Linked DNA regions of Mus musculus: regions 1, 2, 3, 4 and 5 are each linked to region 6. Evidence: chromatin contacts called from public ChIA-PET, HiCAR-type, HiChIP or PLAC-seq and promoter capture Hi-C data. All regions are on one chromosome and are shown on one strand. Each heading gives the region's core, a stretch centred on a gene start, on an enhancer-like site or on the middle of the called end of the contact. The rest is flanking DNA. Distances are from core to core; before and after follow the strand shown.

The links. Promoter capture Hi-C pulls out the DNA fragments that hold promoters and counts their contacts. ChIA-PET counts read pairs in DNA pulled down with a chosen protein or histone mark. HiCAR-type assays count read pairs that join an accessible place to other places. HiChIP or PLAC-seq counts read pairs in DNA pulled down with a chosen protein or histone mark. Capture Hi-C pulls out chosen DNA fragments and counts their contacts.
Region 1: a contact with region 6 is called in a HiCAR-type map of astrocytes, with 3 times the contacts expected there. The contact joins the promoter of Inip here to the promoter of Gng10 in region 6. A contact is called at or near these places in 5 of 39 promoter capture datasets (the HPC-7 cell line, hippocampal neurons, liver and 1 more), 1 of 484 Hi-C or Micro-C datasets (bone marrow-derived macrophages), 3 of 115 datasets of contacts at active chromatin or transcription factors (the 230-238 cell line, astrocytes and large pre-B cells) and 1 of 9 other capture datasets (liver).
Region 2: an RNA polymerase II ChIA-PET map of effector CD8 T cells shows a contact between it and region 6, with 26 read pairs. The contact joins the promoter of Ptbp3 here to the promoter of Gng10 in region 6. A contact is called at or near these places in 17 of 39 promoter capture datasets (the 3T3-L1 cell line, the C10 cell line, the HPC-7 cell line and 11 more), 1 of 15 datasets of contacts at CTCF or cohesin (CD8 T cells), 4 of 484 Hi-C or Micro-C datasets (Th1 cells, embryonic stem cells and olfactory sensory neurons), 8 of 115 datasets of contacts at active chromatin or transcription factors (the 230-238 cell line, the SCID.adh cell line, effector CD8 T cells and 5 more) and 1 of 9 other capture datasets (macrophages).
Region 3: a promoter capture Hi-C map of liver shows a contact between it and region 6, with 3 times the contacts expected there. The contact joins the enhancer-like site here to the promoter of Gng10 in region 6. A contact is called at or near these places in 5 of 39 promoter capture datasets (hematopoietic stem and progenitor cells, hippocampal neurons, liver and 1 more) and 1 of 115 datasets of contacts at active chromatin or transcription factors (pancreatic cancer cells).
Region 4: a contact with region 6 is called in a promoter capture Hi-C map of adipose tissue, with 4 times the contacts expected there. The contact joins the promoter of Hsdl2 here to the promoter of Gng10 in region 6. A contact is called at or near these places in 14 of 39 promoter capture datasets (the 3T3-L1 cell line, the C10 cell line, the HPC-7 cell line and 8 more), 1 of 484 Hi-C or Micro-C datasets (forebrain), 17 of 115 datasets of contacts at active chromatin or transcription factors (the 230-238 cell line, the SCID.adh cell line, T-cell acute lymphoblastic leukemia and 12 more) and 3 of 9 other capture datasets (adipose tissue, liver and macrophages).
Region 5: an H3K27ac HiChIP or PLAC-seq map of large pre-B cells shows a contact between it and region 6, with 5 times the contacts expected there. The contact joins the enhancer-like site here to the promoter of Gng10 in region 6. A contact is called at or near these places in 5 of 39 promoter capture datasets (the 3T3-L1 cell line, cranial neural crest, maxillary cranial neural crest and 2 more) and 1 of 115 datasets of contacts at active chromatin or transcription factors (large pre-B cells).

Annotation. Positions count from the first base shown.
Region 1 is chr4:59,782,538-59,785,367 of GRCm38.p6, reverse strand. Inip (INTS3 and NABP interacting protein) reads left to right here and starts at 1,513. Exons shown (of 5, transcript NM_001013577.1): 1 at 1,513-1,640.
Region 2 is chr4:59,547,953-59,550,652 of GRCm38.p6, reverse strand. It overlaps Ptbp3 (polypyrimidine tract binding protein 3), which reads left to right and starts at 1,289. Exons shown (of 14, transcript NM_178164.3): 1 at 1,289-1,505.
Region 3 is chr4:59,665,380-59,668,079 of GRCm38.p6, reverse strand. The region is part of intron 1 of E130308A19Rik (RIKEN cDNA E130308A19 gene); the gene reads right to left. Among named protein-coding and RNA genes, the nearest start is that of E130308A19Rik, 41 kb to the right of the region's middle. Within about 2 kb of position 1,364, at least 10 of the 459 cell types and tissues checked have an H3K27ac peak or open chromatin away from gene starts, as enhancers often do. A contact at or near this core is called in liver, where this site is marked.
Region 4 is chr4:59,580,239-59,582,938 of GRCm38.p6, reverse strand. Hsdl2 (hydroxysteroid dehydrogenase like 2) reads right to left here and starts at 1,376. Exons shown (of 11, transcript NM_024255.3): 1 at 1,164-1,376. The coding sequence starts at 1,180.
Region 5 is chr4:58,399,535-58,402,279 of GRCm38.p6, reverse strand. No RefSeq gene overlaps it. Among named protein-coding and RNA genes, the nearest start is that of Mir3095, 40 kb to the left of the region's middle. Within about 2 kb of position 1,294, at least 59 of the 459 cell types and tissues checked have an H3K27ac peak or open chromatin away from gene starts, as enhancers often do.
Region 6 is chr4:59,033,834-59,036,533 of GRCm38.p6, reverse strand. It overlaps Gng10 (guanine nucleotide binding protein (G protein), gamma 10), which reads right to left and starts at 1,378. Exons shown (of 3, transcript NM_025277.3): 1 at 1,216-1,378. The coding sequence starts at 1,296.

The DNA of each region.
Region 1 (2,830 bases), core at 264-2,763, 750 kb before region 6:
GTTGAAAACTGCTATTCTAGGGCAAAGACAATATTCAGAAGTTAAGAATTTGGTAGAGTTTTGGGGTTTTAGCTCAGCTCATTGCTGGATACAATGTAGTAACACCTCTGCTTCCCATATACAAATCACAGGAAGGCATAAACTAATGTAGAGCAAGCACCTAGCACGTGGAAAACATGCAACAATTTTTTTTTTCTGTGAACTAAGTAAATCTTTGGTATTGAACTTACTGTTTCAGTCCTGGACTGTGCATTGTAAACATTAGCAAACATCAATTATTATTTTAGAAATAAGGTTTAAGTAGTCAATACTGACCTTAAACTTGCTATGTTCCTTGTTCAAGCTACATACCTTGGACAAAAGATCCTCTTCCCACTAAATTCCCAAGGCTGGATTAAGAAGTATACACTACCATGCCCAATTTTATGTGGTGTGAGGTATCAAATTCAGGGCCTCCTGTGTCCTAGACAAGGACTCTACCAATTTAGCTACATCTCCAACATCCCAAATATTAATTAAGAGCACAGGTGCAAGTTGTGGAGAGTGGTTGATAATCACAGAACAAATACACCTTAAAACATATTTATGTCTTTTGCATTTCTGTTTATTTGTTTGTTTGTTTGCAAATAGGGTTTCTCTGGGTAGCCCTGGCTGTCCTGGAACTCGCTTTGAAGGTTGGCCTTGAATTCATAGAGCTATGCCTGGCTCTGCCCCCCCCCCCCCCCCCCCACGCCACCACCGCCTGGCAAACGCTTTTACGTCTTAAGGTAAACGTCTGGATTTAGCGTGAGGCTATGCAGCATAGGGTAACTTCCAGTAGCATCTTGGTGTGGCGTTCACTCTTTTGTTTGTTTGCTTTTGAGTCGGGGGTTTCTCTGTGTAATCCTGACTGTCCTGGAGTTTGCTATGCAGACCTGGATGGCCTCAAACTTCGAGAGATCCGAGATCCGTCTCTGCCTCCAAGAGTGCTGGGATCAAAAGCATGCCTCACTGCTCTCAGCCGACACTTTCATTTTTAAAATTCAGATTATGCACACTAGTGAAAACTTGTACCTATTTAGTGCTCACCTTGTGTATAATTATTGACTCAGACGGTAAACAACAAAAATATTCCTGGGATGGTTGTTAAAACCTGAAAGTGTGCTCAACCTCCCTCTGAAGCTCTACTGAAGTGGATTAACATCAGGGTTAAATAAATCCTGACAGACAGACAGACAGACAGACAGACAGACAGACAGACAGACAGCTAATCTCCTGCAAACCTGAAGGGGAAAAAAAAAGAATCAATTTAGGTGCTAGGGACCCTGCTCTATTCCTGCCAATCAGCGTTTGGCTCCGCCCCCAATTGTACGGCCTGCATCTCCCGTGAGCCTCTTCGACTGTCATTCTTCGGAAGGGAAACCCTTTCCGGCCGAAGAAACGCTTAAACTACGAATCACTTGGGGTAGCGTCCGTTGCGTCCAGTCGATAGGCGGGACTTCCGCTTCCAGGGGGCCCGTCAGTCAGGAGGCGGAAGTTGGTGCCGGCGGGAAGGTTGTAGCGCGGTGCATTGCTGCACTCTCGCCGGGTTCTGCGTGGGCGCGCCCCCCTGCACGGCTGCGACCGGACAGCGAGCTTTCTCCAGGCTCCTCGCATTCCGGGTAAGTAAAAAGGACTGGTGACGCCAAGAGAAGGGTGGCCCGAACGCTGGCCACGGGGCAGCGGCCTCGCGCGGCATAGTGTGCGAGGGTTTCTCACTTCCCGTTGGGTTTCGCCCACCCCGCGCGCGGGCGGGGACTCCTGGGTCACCCTGACCCTTTCTCAGGGTGGCCTTGATAGCCTTCGGTACGAGCTCGGCTTCGCCCATGCCGTGCTCCAGCCCCAGCCGTGGGAGACGCGAGTCCTTTCCACCCGGCATCTGCTTAGAGCTCGTGTCTTCGCTCAACAATAGTTCTCTACTTCCGCAATCCCGTTCGCGCCTTGTTTTGTTTTGAGTCAGGGTCGGGCTGTGTAGCCCTGGTTGGCCGGGTACTCGGGGTTCTTCTGCCTCATCTTCCAGAGGGCTGGAATTACCGCTATGCGCGGTCACGTTTTTAAAGAGCACATTTGTTAAATTAGTTTTCCTTCCCCCGCCCCCTCCATCCCCAATCCCGTGTGATTACTTGAATGAAACTCAAGGGTCGAGGAGTTTGTCTTGTGATTCCGGCGTGGCCAAATGCAAAACTTTTATTTCTAAACTTAGAGATGAGCAGGCTTGGGGTTGGAGAGGTGGCTCAGCCGGTAAGAGCACTTGCCCAAGCATTAGGGTCTGTGTTGGAATCTCCCGGCATCCATGGCCGAAGACAGACACCTGCACCCCAGAGCTGAGGGAAGGCAGAGACGGAGGATCGGTGAGGGTGGCAGCCTAGCTCCGGGCTCAGTGAGAGACCCTGTTTTCAAGGGAAGAAGGTAGAGAGTGATAGCACAAGGCATCTGATGCCTTTTCCTGCCCTGCTCACACATGCACCACACACACAAAGGAACCAGGAGTCCAGGTTTCCTTACTAGTTTTGTGACTGTTGGCCTCCACGTACATAAAAATGCTCATTAAAAAACATTTTTGGGGACACATCTTACACAATATATGGCGCAGAGTAGATACTTGTTAGGTTGGTTGGTTCTTTCTTTCCTTCTTTCTTTCACCAGCACAGCAAATGCTGGAATTTGTTTTTTAAATGAACGGAGAGTGCTTTTTATAGAATTTTATTTTTCTTCCTAGCACTGATTATGTGGATACTTTACAAAAGGTTGATATATTTGGTAAATACATCTTGATGATGTAAATTAAAAGTTATGCTAAATGTTGGTATTA
Region 2 (2,700 bases), core at 40-2,539, 510 kb before region 6:
TGAAACATACTATGTAGCTCAAGGTAGCCTTAAACTCAGGTAGGAATTATAGGCACAGTTATGTGCCTATATACCAAGTTGCTATTTTAAAATCCCATGTGGCAATGTAGGGTGGAAATGTTTCTAAACTTAATGTTTAGATTTAACATACAAAATGTTTTTTGACATCTTCTTGAAAAGGGGAACTGAAATTTCTTTAAAAATGACCTTCCTGAATTGCAAGCTGGTTATACTTTTTTTTTTTTTTTTTTTTAAAGAAGTGTCTACTTATTTTAAAGTAGGTAATCAGGAAAGAGATTGAAGTTGTTACTTCCTTTGAAATGGTGTGGGCAGACTTTGAAGACATGGCTTAAATGGCTCAAATTTCAATGATCTGTGAATTGAAAAAGCATTCCGTTCGTTCAGAAGTAGATGTGCTTTGAAAGAGGGGGAACGTGTGTTCTCACTAGTTATACACATTATATGTACTAAATAGCTGTTTTACGTTTTACGTGTAACTTGGTTTTGCTCATACTAGAGGAAAGGGTTTTGGTGCAAACAAAACATTTTCTGGCTGTGAAATTTCGGAGATCTCTCGCGTACCTGGGAAAACATTAATCCTTTCCAATCAGGCTCCCCCAGCCCCGCCCCGCGGAAGGATGAATAAATAAACTTATAAAATACTGGCATTGTAATGGCCATTAAATAGCTATGCAATGAAAGTTTCTTTTAGTATTTGATTGTTGGGTAGAAAAGCACTCAGATTAAAACCGTGTGAAAGTGAAGATGGACTTCAGTCCTGGGCAGTCTCATCTACTTCATTTCTTTCCCAACCACACCTATCCGTCCAGTGCAGGTCTCGGAGGTCAGGGTCTGGCGGACAGGCTACCGTCGCTGCTCTCAGGTCCGGAAAGACCACTGTCCACCCCTGCCCCGTGGACGTCGCGCGGGTCCCCTGCCGTGCTGCCAGCAGTGTCGCCCGCCAGTAGTAACTCTGCTCTGCTTCAAAAGTTCCCTGGGGTCCCCAGGCTTTTCTAGCCAGCACCGTTCAGGGCCCTAAGCCTGAGTCCCGGGAGCCGGAAGGCCCGCGGGCTTGTAGGAGGGCGAGTCGCGAAGCGGGAAGCACAAGGCGCGCGTTCCCGCGAACGCAGGCGCGACGCTGGGCGGGGGGCGCGCACGCGCGCGGAGGCATGGGCGGGGGTGGTGGTGTCGGGGCGGGGCAAAGAGGCGAAGGCGGGAAGAGGGCGCCCTGGAGTCCAGCCGAGCCCCGGGAGGGCGTCGACGCCGAGGGGGCGGGGCCAGGCGAGGCGGGAACGCGCTCGCGGGCCGGGAGGGCGGGGGCGCGGCGCTGGCGAGAGCGTGCCCGGTCCCCGCCCCTGTTTCCCACTCTTCCTTCCACCTCTGACCGGCCGGAGCTGCGGAGCGGCTCCGCTCGCTGGTTTCCCGGAGCCGCCGCCCGCTTTCTCCGCCCGCGGTGAGCCCGTCAATCCCCGCACAACGCGCTCCTCCATCTGGGCCATGGATGGGTAAGTGCCGGGTGGCCGTTCCGGGGCTGCGCTGGCCTCGTTTCCTCTCGGCGACGCGTCCCGCCGAGGCCGGGGAGCAGGGCGCGACGCCGGCTAGCGGAGGAGCGGCCCGGGGCTAAGCCCGACGGCAGGGACCTTGGGAGCGCGGGGGTCTGTCCGCCGCGGTCTCCGCTTCCTGCGCGCGGCGCCCCCGTCACGTCCGCCCCTCGCAGCCTCGGGGCGCCTTCGGGAAGCAGAGACGAGCCAGGGCCGGGGTGCCGGGCCGGACTCCCCACACTTCCTCTCAGAAAATGGTGCGCGGCGCTGGCGGGGGCGGAGGCTGAGGCGGCCGCGGCGCTCGGGGAGTTGCTGTTTACCGGTGGGGTGGGGCGCGCGGCGGAGCTTTCCCCCGGCGGCGGGCCCGGGCGAGCGGCGACAGCCGTCTGGGCGGCGACCGGGTCTCGAACTGCGGGCCCGTGCGGGTCTCGGAACCGGCGGGGTCTCCCGATTTGGGCTGTGAGATACGTTAACCACTTCTAAATACCGAGCGTCTGCACTTTATCACCAGGGACGCTTCCTCTTCGTTCCCCACCCCCAAGAAACTTCGTGAATTCGCCTCGGGCGATGTCAGATATTGTGTAAGTGTAGATTTCCGGGCGCTTTCAACTGCTCGGTTTAAATGGGGTCTGTGACTAAAAGGGGGAAAAAAAAAAGAAAAAAGAAAAAAAAAAAAAGATTTACAGTCACCTTTTCCGAGCTCGTAATTTCTCTGGGAACTCTGGAACATGGGGCAGGACCTGATGTATTTTAATAAAAAGCGTGAATTGAGGGTCATATAGTCAAGATTAAAAAAAACCACCAACAACTCCAAGTCAATTAGAAATTCCACCTTTTATTTATTTAAACCTTTGCCGTTTGAGTTGTTCCTTAACCCCCTCCCCCGCCGACTTTTGTTGACAAGGATTCTATAAACTGCGGAATGGTGGAGCATATAACTTGTTTGAAAAGTAAAATACATTTAGTAACTTGCCGCGTAGTTGATCATACGTGTTTAAGTGAGGACACTAGAATTTTACAATTTTTGCCCTCGTTAGGTTTCGTTTATCTTAATTTCACAATATTGTGATATATGGTTTATCTCATTTGAATGCAGATTGCACACTGCTGCAGATATCAAAGTGCAATTTTAGATTTTGATTTATGGTTGTGATGCTCT
Region 3 (2,700 bases), core at 115-2,614, 630 kb before region 6:
ACAGGGTGCTGATCATTAGTGTCAAGGGTCATTTTTAAGAGAAGGTGCGTCTTTAAATACATTTCTAAATGTTAAGTCAAAAAGTATTGTTCATTGTTCTTTAAGCTTTCGCCTTTCTTACTCTCCTCTCTAGCCCTCCCCCCCCCCTCTCTCCCTTCCCCCCTCTCTCCACGTGGCCATGGCCGGCCTCTCTCTCTTTCTATCGTCTCTCTTTCCCCCTGCCTTTCTACAATAAAGCTCTAAAACCATAAAAAAAATTATTGTCATTAAGAGAGAAAGAAACAAAAGTGGATGGGAAGAAAAGAAGGAAGTTTACTTTACTAGGAAATTTTAAATCCACCTTTAATTGCACTAATTTGAACATATCTGAAGACTAGAATACAGCTCTTTAACACACACACACACACACACACTCCCAAGGATTAACGGCCTGAAAAGGTTGCTCTGCGAATTCCAAGTTTGAGCCATGGGCTTTATTCACCTTCCTACACTACCAGAAGCTGAAAACCTAGAGACAGCTAGACAATGTGAGATATTTTTACTCCTAAGGTTCCTAGAATATCTCCGGGGCCACCAGGCCCCTCAGTGAAAAATATGAGATTATTTTTGTGTGTCCAACAACACTGCAGGGGTGACAGGCTGTGACCCTAACCCGAGGTTCTCCACTTCTATTCCAGTGAAACAGACAGCAGAGTCATGGACTAAATCAACACTGGACACTAACCTTTCTACCTTATCACTGCCTTGTATGATGGAAGGGGAGAGCCATTCAATACTAATTATAAATAAACAAGATACAGAGAAATCTGAAAAAAGACTAAAATGAGTCAGTGAATAATACGGAAAACCAAGTAGGACTATTTATTTTCAAAAGGCCTCTTAACCTTTAGTATCTGGATAAAATTCAAAAGAGGAACCAATAGACTGCTCTATCCCATACTCTTGCCAAAAAAAAAAAAAAAAAAAAAAACTTTACATAGTAATACATGACAATTCATTTCTACTTTAAAAACAGAAGAGAAGTGTCACACTATCTATTAAAAGGACTCACTATTAACACCTTGGTTTTTTTCTTCTAGTCTTTCACCTGTTCTTAGGGTCAGTTTCCTTGAAGCAAAGTTGCATTACACTGCATGTCATTCTACCAGTGTGTGTCAGGAGAAGCAGAGCCTGGGTATATAATGGAATTACTGAGTTTCATAACAGACTCGGAGATATTTAGCTAGAGAAAAAACATATTAAGAATTCTAGGCTTTTGAAAGCTAAACTTAATTTCTGGCAAGCATGCCTGGTAATTACAACCAAAAGCCAAATATTGTGGAGTCCGTTTTTAGATGAAGCAATCTTCCCACTCAGCACATGCAATCACTGGTGCACTTCTGGAAGAGTGGTATCTGCTCAGCTGCTGAAAGCAGGAGGAGACACATCAAGCTTCTCTAATGGGACCTGGAAAGCAAAACTTGTATCTCAACAAACTGAGAAAGCACAAAACTGTGGTCATCTGTCAGCAGGCAGGAGAGCTAGCCCAGGGGTCATGAAAGCAAGAGACCTAGCCCTGCTCCCACCTGCTGCAGCACAGAGCAGGCCCTGCACCTTGCCTGTACAGCACAATAGAGCTGGCCCTAGATGTAGGAGTTGCAGGTGAGCCGGCCCCAAGTATGTGAGCACAAGAGAGCCAGCCCAATGTCTTGTCTGCTGGGCAGTGGCAAGGACAAGGGAGAAATACCCTCCTCCCTTCTCTTATCACTCACCATCTACAGCAGATGAGAAAGCTGGCCCCAGGATTATGAGTGGGAGAACTGGCCATGTCTCTCACTGGCTGTGGCCTCCCTTTGAGAACATGCTCTGCACCTCATCTGAGCAGCAGGGTAGAACTGGCCTGGTTTGCAGGGGTTTGGGGGAGCTGACACAGAGGGCATTAGAGTGGTGGGAGACCAATGGTCTGACCATCTCTGATACCTCTCAGGCCCAAATCAAGGGTTTTGAATTGGTGCACCCCAACATCTACCCCATCAATGAATTGCTGGAGTGCATGAAGGGGCCGGTCCAAAAATATAGAATCTTATGACATAGAGCAACTACAGGATATCCCAGTGAAGTTCCAGTATTGAAGCCAGAAGTAGCAGAAGCCAGAAGCCTTGAGTCATTGCAGTGAAGATTACAAGCAATGTATAGACAAAAGGGTATACTGTGACACTACAGTTTCGATGAGATTATGTTTTTATCTGTTTCAGGGGAGACTGCAAAAGTGGAGGGCCGGTATGAGGGGAGGGAGAGATGAGTGGGACTGGGATGCATGATGTGAAATTCACAAAGAACCAATAAAAATTGAAAAAAACTCTTAAACCTGTGGCCATACACACAGTATTAAGCTATACAAATAATCACACACACACAAAATTCAATATTGAAAAAGAAATTAATTTTGCTTTTTGTTTTTCAAGACAAGGTTTTTCTGTATGTCCTAGCTGTCCTGGAACTCACTCTGTAGACCAGGCTGGCCTCAAACTCAAAGATTCACCTGCCTCTGCCTCCCAAGTTTTAAGACTAAATGAATACTCTATCATACCCAAAAATATTGAAAATATTCCGATCTGTTCACATCCTGGCTCATCCATGCAAATCCACATATCCCAAACCCTACACAGGATAACTAAGATTATTTAAATTTTCCAGACTGACAGCTGAGAACCTTGTAGG
Region 4 (2,700 bases), core at 127-2,626, 550 kb before region 6:
CCTGAGTTCAAGACCAGCCTGGTCTACAGAGAGAGTTCCAGGATAGCTAGGGCACAGACAAACCTTGTCTCAAAACAACAACAACAAACAAAACAAGAGGACAAAGACAAGCTGTGTGTACTGGAAACCTAAGTATGTGCCAAGACATGTCAGGTAAAAACAGCAAGCCCAAAATGGAGTTTGCTACTATTTTCTAAAAAGAAGGTATCCCTGTAAGGTATACAAAATATGTTGATAAGTACAAAAAATACAAACAGAAAGAAACTGGAGTTTTAAAGAGACTTATACCCTTTTGAACTATTTAAGTCTTTTAGCTGTCTATATGTGTCAAACTAATTACAGAATGGGCTTAACTTGTCACTCTGCTTAAGATAAACTTTATAGAACATAGTGGACCTACCTGAGTTCAGCAGGAACCAAGGGCAAGAAGAATCGGGAAGAACATTGTTTAATGGGTATTTGTTTTGATTTTGTAAAGTCCTGGTGACTGGCTGCACAATTGTGTCTCTATATAAGTGGGCTTGGGGGAGGGGGTGTAGACAAGGTTCTAACTCTGTAGCGTTTGCTGACAGAGTGAGCCTAGCACACTCACTATGTAGACCAGAACAGCCTCGAATCAATAGATCTTCTGACCCTGCTTCTGAGTGCTGGCATTAAAAGCAGGCGCCACCGCACCTGGCTAGGCTGGGATAAATATACTTCATTTTTAAGTAAAATAAATAAATAAACCCCTTACCAGAAATGTTCGTATTGTAACATTTTAACTCGCTACTAACTTGAAAACCATTTTCAAAACACCATTCTTCTATTATTCTACAATCAAGCATACAAACAGAAAATCTGAAGTCACTGTCTCAAGCGACCTTTCGCCTAGAAGATGAAAGCAACATTGTCACCAGGCCAAGCTAAAGGCGAGATGGGGCTACAACGGGTCGTCGGGGACACCTACGCTCGCGACCTTTCCCCGTGGAGTATCTGACACCACTGCCCCTTGCAGTGTACAACTTTTGAGTCTCAGTAGTACAGAACTTTGGGTTCTCGTGCATGCGCAGGTCCCAGCGACTCTATCTTTCCGCGAACCGGTGTTCCAGAGCGCGCGGCTCTGGGTTGCGCCGGCGACCTGCCGACTGGCCCCTGACCCCATCCCACCCCCGTCCTCTTACCCAGTGTTGGGCAGCATGACCTTCGCAGTTCAGAGAACTTGGTGGCAGTGGAACAGCAGCGAGCTGTGAGTGACAGGCGAACTTTCTCTCCGCATTTAGCCGCGCCCCGGGCCCCGCCCCGAGACCCGCTCGGGGACCGGCCCTCCTACAAGACCGAGATCCTACAAGACCGAGAGCTTACAAGACGGTGTGCGCCTGCGCACACCGGGCACTGGGCGGTTCTTCCCGCAGTTCTACAAACGACACCCAGGAAACCAACGCTCTGCGCAGGCGCTTTGGAGTACACCTCCGCCCCGCCCCTTTCCCGAGTCTGTAGGTGACAATCAGTTTCTCCTGTGGGCCACTGGCGTGTCTAGAGCATCATTACTACGTAGGCTTTTCCTCCTCAGCCTAGGTTCGGCGCATCGACGGCTCCCAGCCAGCCAGATGGCGGATTGAGGGGCGCTCCGGGGACTGACTTGAGGGTGCTGGGCGTCGTTTTCCCCTGTCTGTCCCCGAGCCAAGGCGCTCTCTCCGAAGAACACTTGTAGACATCTGAAAAATGCTTTTTGCAGAAGCCGGTCACTCTCATTTTCGCTGCCACTGAATCTAAATTTAGCCTGACCTCCAGTGTCTGGAGACAGGAGTTTCTGGAAGAGATCTTTGCAAAGGTCTCCCGCAAGCGTTCATCGTATGATCCGGGCCACAGAAATCAAGGTTGGAGAAGGAATCCTCAGTCCTGGAATGAATGCCGGAATGAGGTCGAGTCTGGGATTCAGTTTCGTTCTTGGAGTTATACCTAACTGAGCTACCCAGGAAATGAAATTGTTTTGTATTTTGTAGCGGGAGAAAAAGATGCTAACGAGGTTGTTATCTAAAGCTTAGTTCAGAAAACAACTTAAGACAGGTAGGTATATACTCTCCTAATTGTCAAACTTGCTGGATCTTTTGGAAGAGCAGCCAGTGCTCAGACAAGAGAAACCTGCACATCAAATCCTACACTCTCCTGACCCTGCGCAGCTAGAGCAGTTATTACTCCCTCCCTCTCCCTGACGATACCCCCACCCCCGCGGGGGGTGGGGAAAGGCAAATGCCAGCCTTGAGAACAAAAGAAAAGCAGCATACCCTAGCCTCCACGTCACTTAAACTCGACCCCTTTTGATTAACAACCAACATTTCTCACAGTGCAGATGGCTCCTTGCTGTTGAAGGAAACCGAAGCCAATACCCTTGAAATGATAATAGCCCACTCTTAGACTATGAAAAAGAGACAAACGTTCCCAGACAGCTGTGGCCGGTTGTAAACATATCAGAAGCGGTTCTGATAGCACAAGTTACTCTTCCCAGGTCAGAAAGGTACCTTTTCAGCTACACGGTTCTGCCCTGCTGTCTGAACAAATGTTATCAGGTTTAAAGGACAGCATTCCTTTACCCTCTCCTATATTGCCAACACAAAAACCCGCTTGCGGGTTTTTTTCTTTATAAACCCCCTTTACTTAGGCCTGGGGGTTCACTCTTTCCTGTTCTGTCAGGAAGGTTGGTGGCCCAAGCTCGAGCTT
Region 5 (2,745 bases), core at 45-2,544, 630 kb after region 6:
CTGTCTGTCATATCCAACCACACAGCTTTATTGTTCATTATCTGCTGTTATTATGAGGCCATGGGTTAGCTCTTGTGTGGGTCTGTAAGAGGGTGAGTTTAGTCTTCAGTACGAAACAAAATAAGATGTCTTTTGTTTGCATAATGGTGGCATCGCCATGTTCCACTTTCCTGGCATTTAGCCCGGGATTTTTTTTCTCTCTATGAAAGATAGAAAGGTTGGGTTTCTGCCACTTCTGTCATTTTAGGGGTGGGAGTGTGAGGGAAGTTACATAACACACTGTGGAAGCTGTTCTAGAAGAAATTGTCTTTGGCTGTAGGCAGGGAAAGGGGTATTTTGTGAGGTGGATGTTTTTGTTTTCAATCAGAAAATCCCTTTCCCTATGGTCACTTCTTATTACAGATAACACATCGATAACCATGCCATTTGCTGTTTGTCAGCATGCTGTCGGTCACTGAAGGTCGAAGACCAAGGTCAGTCAGAATGTATCTCTGGGCTTAGGGGATAGCTCAGTTAGCTGAGTGCTTGCCTGACAAATGTAAAGATACCAGTTTGATACCCAGAACCTGCGCTTAAAAAGCTGGGTGTGTTTGCACATTTTTAAATCCCAGGTGGATTTAAAAGCAAGCAAAGACAGGTGGATCCCTGAAGCTTGTTAGCCAACCAGCTTACTGGACTAGAGCATTTCAGGCCTGTGTGAGATTGTGTCTGGCCCCTACCTGTAGATACATTCATATGCACCCTTATACCTCTACACACACACACACACACACACACACACACACACACACACACACACACACACACACTGAGCTCTGACTAGTAGATTTCTCCCCTTTTCTCCAAGTGGGAAAAGTTTTGCAGTGCTGGCGACTTTGGAGAGAGAACTTGCTGGTTAACTAGTTGGAAGATTAATCGCTTTATTCTTTCAAGGCGCCTTCTTCCACATATGTCGACTTTTGAGCTGTTGTGGGCAACTGCTCAACTCCCAAGCTGATGAGCTTCTCATATGCTTCTCAGCCGCTGGTCTCCAGCCAAGCGTCGAATCATCTAACGGAGTGGCTGCCAGGGCCTTTTCTGTGTGATTCCCCACCACATGCCCACCCCTCCGCATTTCTGGAGACTTCTATTTCTCCTGAATATCCTTGTCTGGGAAAGATTATCTTGGCAAAGAAGCAACGGCATTGGGAAATCAGAGAGGCAGCTTCTTGGTTGATGGGCAGGGGTGGTGCCTTGCTGAATGTGGGCAGCAGCAGTGGGGAGCTTGGAGCGCCTCAGTCCGTGAGCGGTACATGTGAGCTCATTCCTTTCCTTAGATGACTTCAGCCACTTAAGGCAAAGAAGGATATCTGAGAGGCCTGAGAGGCCGGTTCCTCAAGCTGACCAGTCTTTTTCTGACAGAGCCGTGAGAACTACCCTGAGATTCAATGCATGGTGTTGGGAGCACTAAACGAACAGTTACCAACCAGGCCACGGTAGAATTACTCTTTAACCTTTGTGTGTGTGGTGTGTGTGTGTGTGTGTGTGTGTGTGTGTGTGTGTGTGTGTGTGTACCATGGCTATAGGTAAGAAGAACATCTTCAGGTGTTCTCTCCTCTCACTTTGTCCATTCTGGGGATCGTTAGGCTTGGTGGCAAGCACCTTTACTTCCTGAGCCATCTTGCCAACCAAGCCAAAAGAATTTGCATGTAGCTGGGCAGTGGTGGCACATGCCTTTAATCCCAGCACTTGGGAGGTAGAGACAGGAGGATTTCTGAGTCCGAGGCCAGCCTGGTCTACAGAGTGAGTTTCAGGACATCCAGGAGTATACAGAGAAATCCTGTCTCGAAAAACAAACGAACAAACAAAAACAAAAACAAAAAAGAATTTGCATGCAACTTGGGTATGTTAATATATAAACATGTACATATATCAATCATTTCTTGATATACTTACTTTAAAGCAACTTTTAGAATATATCTAATTTTCCCATTTATTAAAGATGGAAACCATTTGGGTACTAATGAGATGGATAGGCCTGTTTAGTTTTACACTGTTAAGTCATGGATAAACATCTGATACTGCAGGATGTGGAATATCTTAAACATTTTTCAGTTTATTAATATTTCACAATTGTCAACTGCTTAGCATGTATTTTGGCAATTTATCCTGCTACCAATCTTATTTACAATTATTCCCCAAACCAAAGCATTCACTCCTTTTAAATTTATTTATTTACCAAACACTGCTCACCTGCCTATTGAAAGGCACTGCTGCAGATGCCAGAAGCACATTTGTGAAGGCAACAGCCAAGGTCCCTTTCCTTCTAGTAGAGAGAGCTCACAGTGTTCACGGACATAATATGAACACCATGATTTCTTTAGTTGTGGGTTGCTTTAACGGAAGCTGAGACAGGAGGATCACTAGTTTAAAGTGAACCATATAGCAAGATCCTTTCAATATATAATAATCTAGAAAATAGATAGATGATGGATGAATAGATGCATAGATGGATAGTAGGAACAGATGTTATAGGTAATAAGGCGGTTGTCAAAGGTGGTGTCCCAAAGGAAGAACATTTTCCAGAGACTTGAATGTTAATCTGGTGTATGCTGAGTCTAATAATATAGCCACAAGTTGTTAGGCTTCCCCAGTCTCTCTACACACCACCCAAATCTTCTAGACTAGCCTGACTCAGGGATGTTTCCATTGCCAAAGTAGGGGAGGAGCAACACATCTCCTCAGCTTCTCTGTGACTTTGCTAGC
Region 6 (2,700 bases), core at 129-2,628:
CCAAACCCTTGTTTCTTCTACAGTCACCTTGCCTCCATTTTCCTTGACAAAATAAAAAAAATCTTTCCTATCAACCCAAAACCCTTTTTATTTTCGAAGAAAAAAAGGAAGTTATTTCTTTAAAACTTTTTTATTTTTAACCTGTCGGGCTTCCCCTACACCTTACTGGCACATCTCTGTACTGCGCGCCTCTTGTCCCTGGTTGTCTGAAATAATTTTGTGTATTAGTTTACCGTATCCACCCGAGTTCCCTATTCCCTGGAGTAGCACCAGGTCGAGGGCTAAAACAGAGGGAACTGACTAGCATGATGGTGTGTCCATACCTACCCACACACTTGGAATCACACTAGCTGCCAATCACACATTCAGCCAACAGAGTAAATCCTTGGCTGTGTTTGCGGGCCTTCATTTTAATTTTATCTCGCGGGTGTTTTGCCTGCATGTTTGTGCACACCTTGTGCATGCCTGGTGCCTGAGGAAGCCAGAGGAAGACATCGGGTCCCCTGAAACTGACGTTACAGACGGTTGTGAGCAACCTTGGGTGTGTGCTGGGAATTGAACCGGAGTCGTCCAGAACAGCAGTCAGTGAGCTGAGCCATCTCTCTAGCCTCCCCACCCCTCTCCTGACAATCCAACTCACCTTCCTCCTTTGAACTGTCCCTGGCAGCACGCTACAAGTTCCGCTCTTTGTCTATTTCACGCTCATATATTTTAATGACCTCTTTCGGCCTTTTTCTGTGGCCGTCTGTCCACACAACGAAATCTCTCCTGGATACCTCTGTAAAATCCACAGATCCAAAACGGAACTCACTTCCTCAACTCTCAAGGATCCCCCATGGGGCAGCAGAGGAAGGCAGAGCATCCTTCTCCAGCATCCATCTCGCTCGCATCTGTTCATTCGGTGGCCTCCCTCCCCATCTCTAAGCATCATCCTCCCGCAGCCGGGTGGGCAGAGTCCAGGTCGCCAGCGTGTCGCCAGCCTGTTGTAGACACGCCCACGGAGCCATCGGACCTGGTCCCTGGGACAGGCTGTGTCGCCAGAAGCACCCGGGATTCGGCCTGAAACCACCCCGCATCCACGCGCGGCTCGCGAGCACCCGAGGCCCCGGTGCGCGCCCGGCCCGGTAGCTCCCACTCCCGCCAGGCCGCGGTCTCCTGCGGGCCGCTCGGTCGCCCGTGGGGCTGGCGCTGGGGTCCGGCTGGACGAACGCTCACCTTGATCCTCTCCACGCCAGCCTCCAGCTTCAGCTGCTCCACCAGGCGCTGCAGGGCGCTCACGCTGGCCCCGGAAGACATGGCGGCTAAGGCTGCGCGAGGCTGGTTCGGCTGGGAGGAACGACCGCCGAGCGGGGTGCCGCCCCGGGGCGGGGTAGCCGCCGCGCCCGCCCCGCTGTCCCCGCGCTGGGGTCGCGAGCTGCCCGGCCCCGGTCGCCGGTGCCTCGGAACAAACCTAGGTGGCGCCTGCGCTGCGAAGGGAAGGACACTAGGACTTCACCGAAGAGCTAGTCAAACCTTCAAGGATATCCTGCTCGTTGGTCTGATATGGAATGAAATTACACCAGCCCTCTCACCCACTATCTATGGCCATTGTTTCCAGTCTTCTCCCGAGTTTTTTAAGTGTGCACATTGGTTTTACAAAACTGAGACCATTACGTTAAAACTTGAGGTTTTTTAGTTTTCTTGTTTCCTTTTGTTTTTTTTTTACACTTACTATGTAATAACTATATCGCCATCTTATACACCACCGTATCTGTCTGCACTGGGTAGTGCATAAGCTGGGTAGTGCATAAAGGCAATATGGATGAGCTTGCTAAACTTCAAAGCCCAAAGACTTTAAAGCATTGGTTTAATTACTTTAAAAAAGCTTCAAGGCCCCTCCCCAATCCAACCACGGGCGTCCCGGTTGAATTGGGGAGGGACTGGAGGAAGCTGACCTCATCGGAAGACCAGCAATCTCAACTGACCTGGACCCCCGAGATCTCTCTCAGACATTGGGCCACCTGCCAGCCACACAGCATACACAGGTATAGCAGAGCACTGCCTGGTCTGACCTCAGTGGGAGAAGACGCGCCTAACCCTTGAGAGCCTTGAGGCCCCAGGGAGTGGGGAGATCTGGTGGGGTAGTGGTAGTGGGGTGGGGACATCCTCTTGGAAATGGAGGGGAGGGGTAGGGGTGGGGTAGGGAGAGAAATGGAATGAGGAACAGTCAGAAAGCAGACCAAGAAGAGGATAACAACTGGACTGTAAAAAAAAAAAATTAAAGAATAATAATTTTTAAAAATTAGGAATAGTTTCAAGGCTCAAATTCTCATCTCCTGATTCAACTCTGAGGGTTGGCCTCATCTTCAAGGTGGATAGACTCAGTAGTGCTGTGGGGGGAAAAAAATCCATGCTTTCTTTTAGCCCTGTCTAAACATATGGGAGAGGAATTAGAATCTCAAATGGGTTCTCCCTGGCTTGTATTGAATACCAGCCTTCCCTTAAACCAATTGCTACTTAAAAAGGATTTGCTGTTGAAGTACCCAATTTCCAATCTGCTGAGTTTTCTCTGGACTTAAGAACCATCCAGGGCAAAGTCACCCACAAAACACACCCACAGCCGGGCGTGGTGGCCCACGCCTATAATCCCAGCACTTGGGAGGCAGAGGCAGGCGGATTTCTGAGTTTGAGGCCAGCCTGGTCTACAGAGTAAGCTCCAGG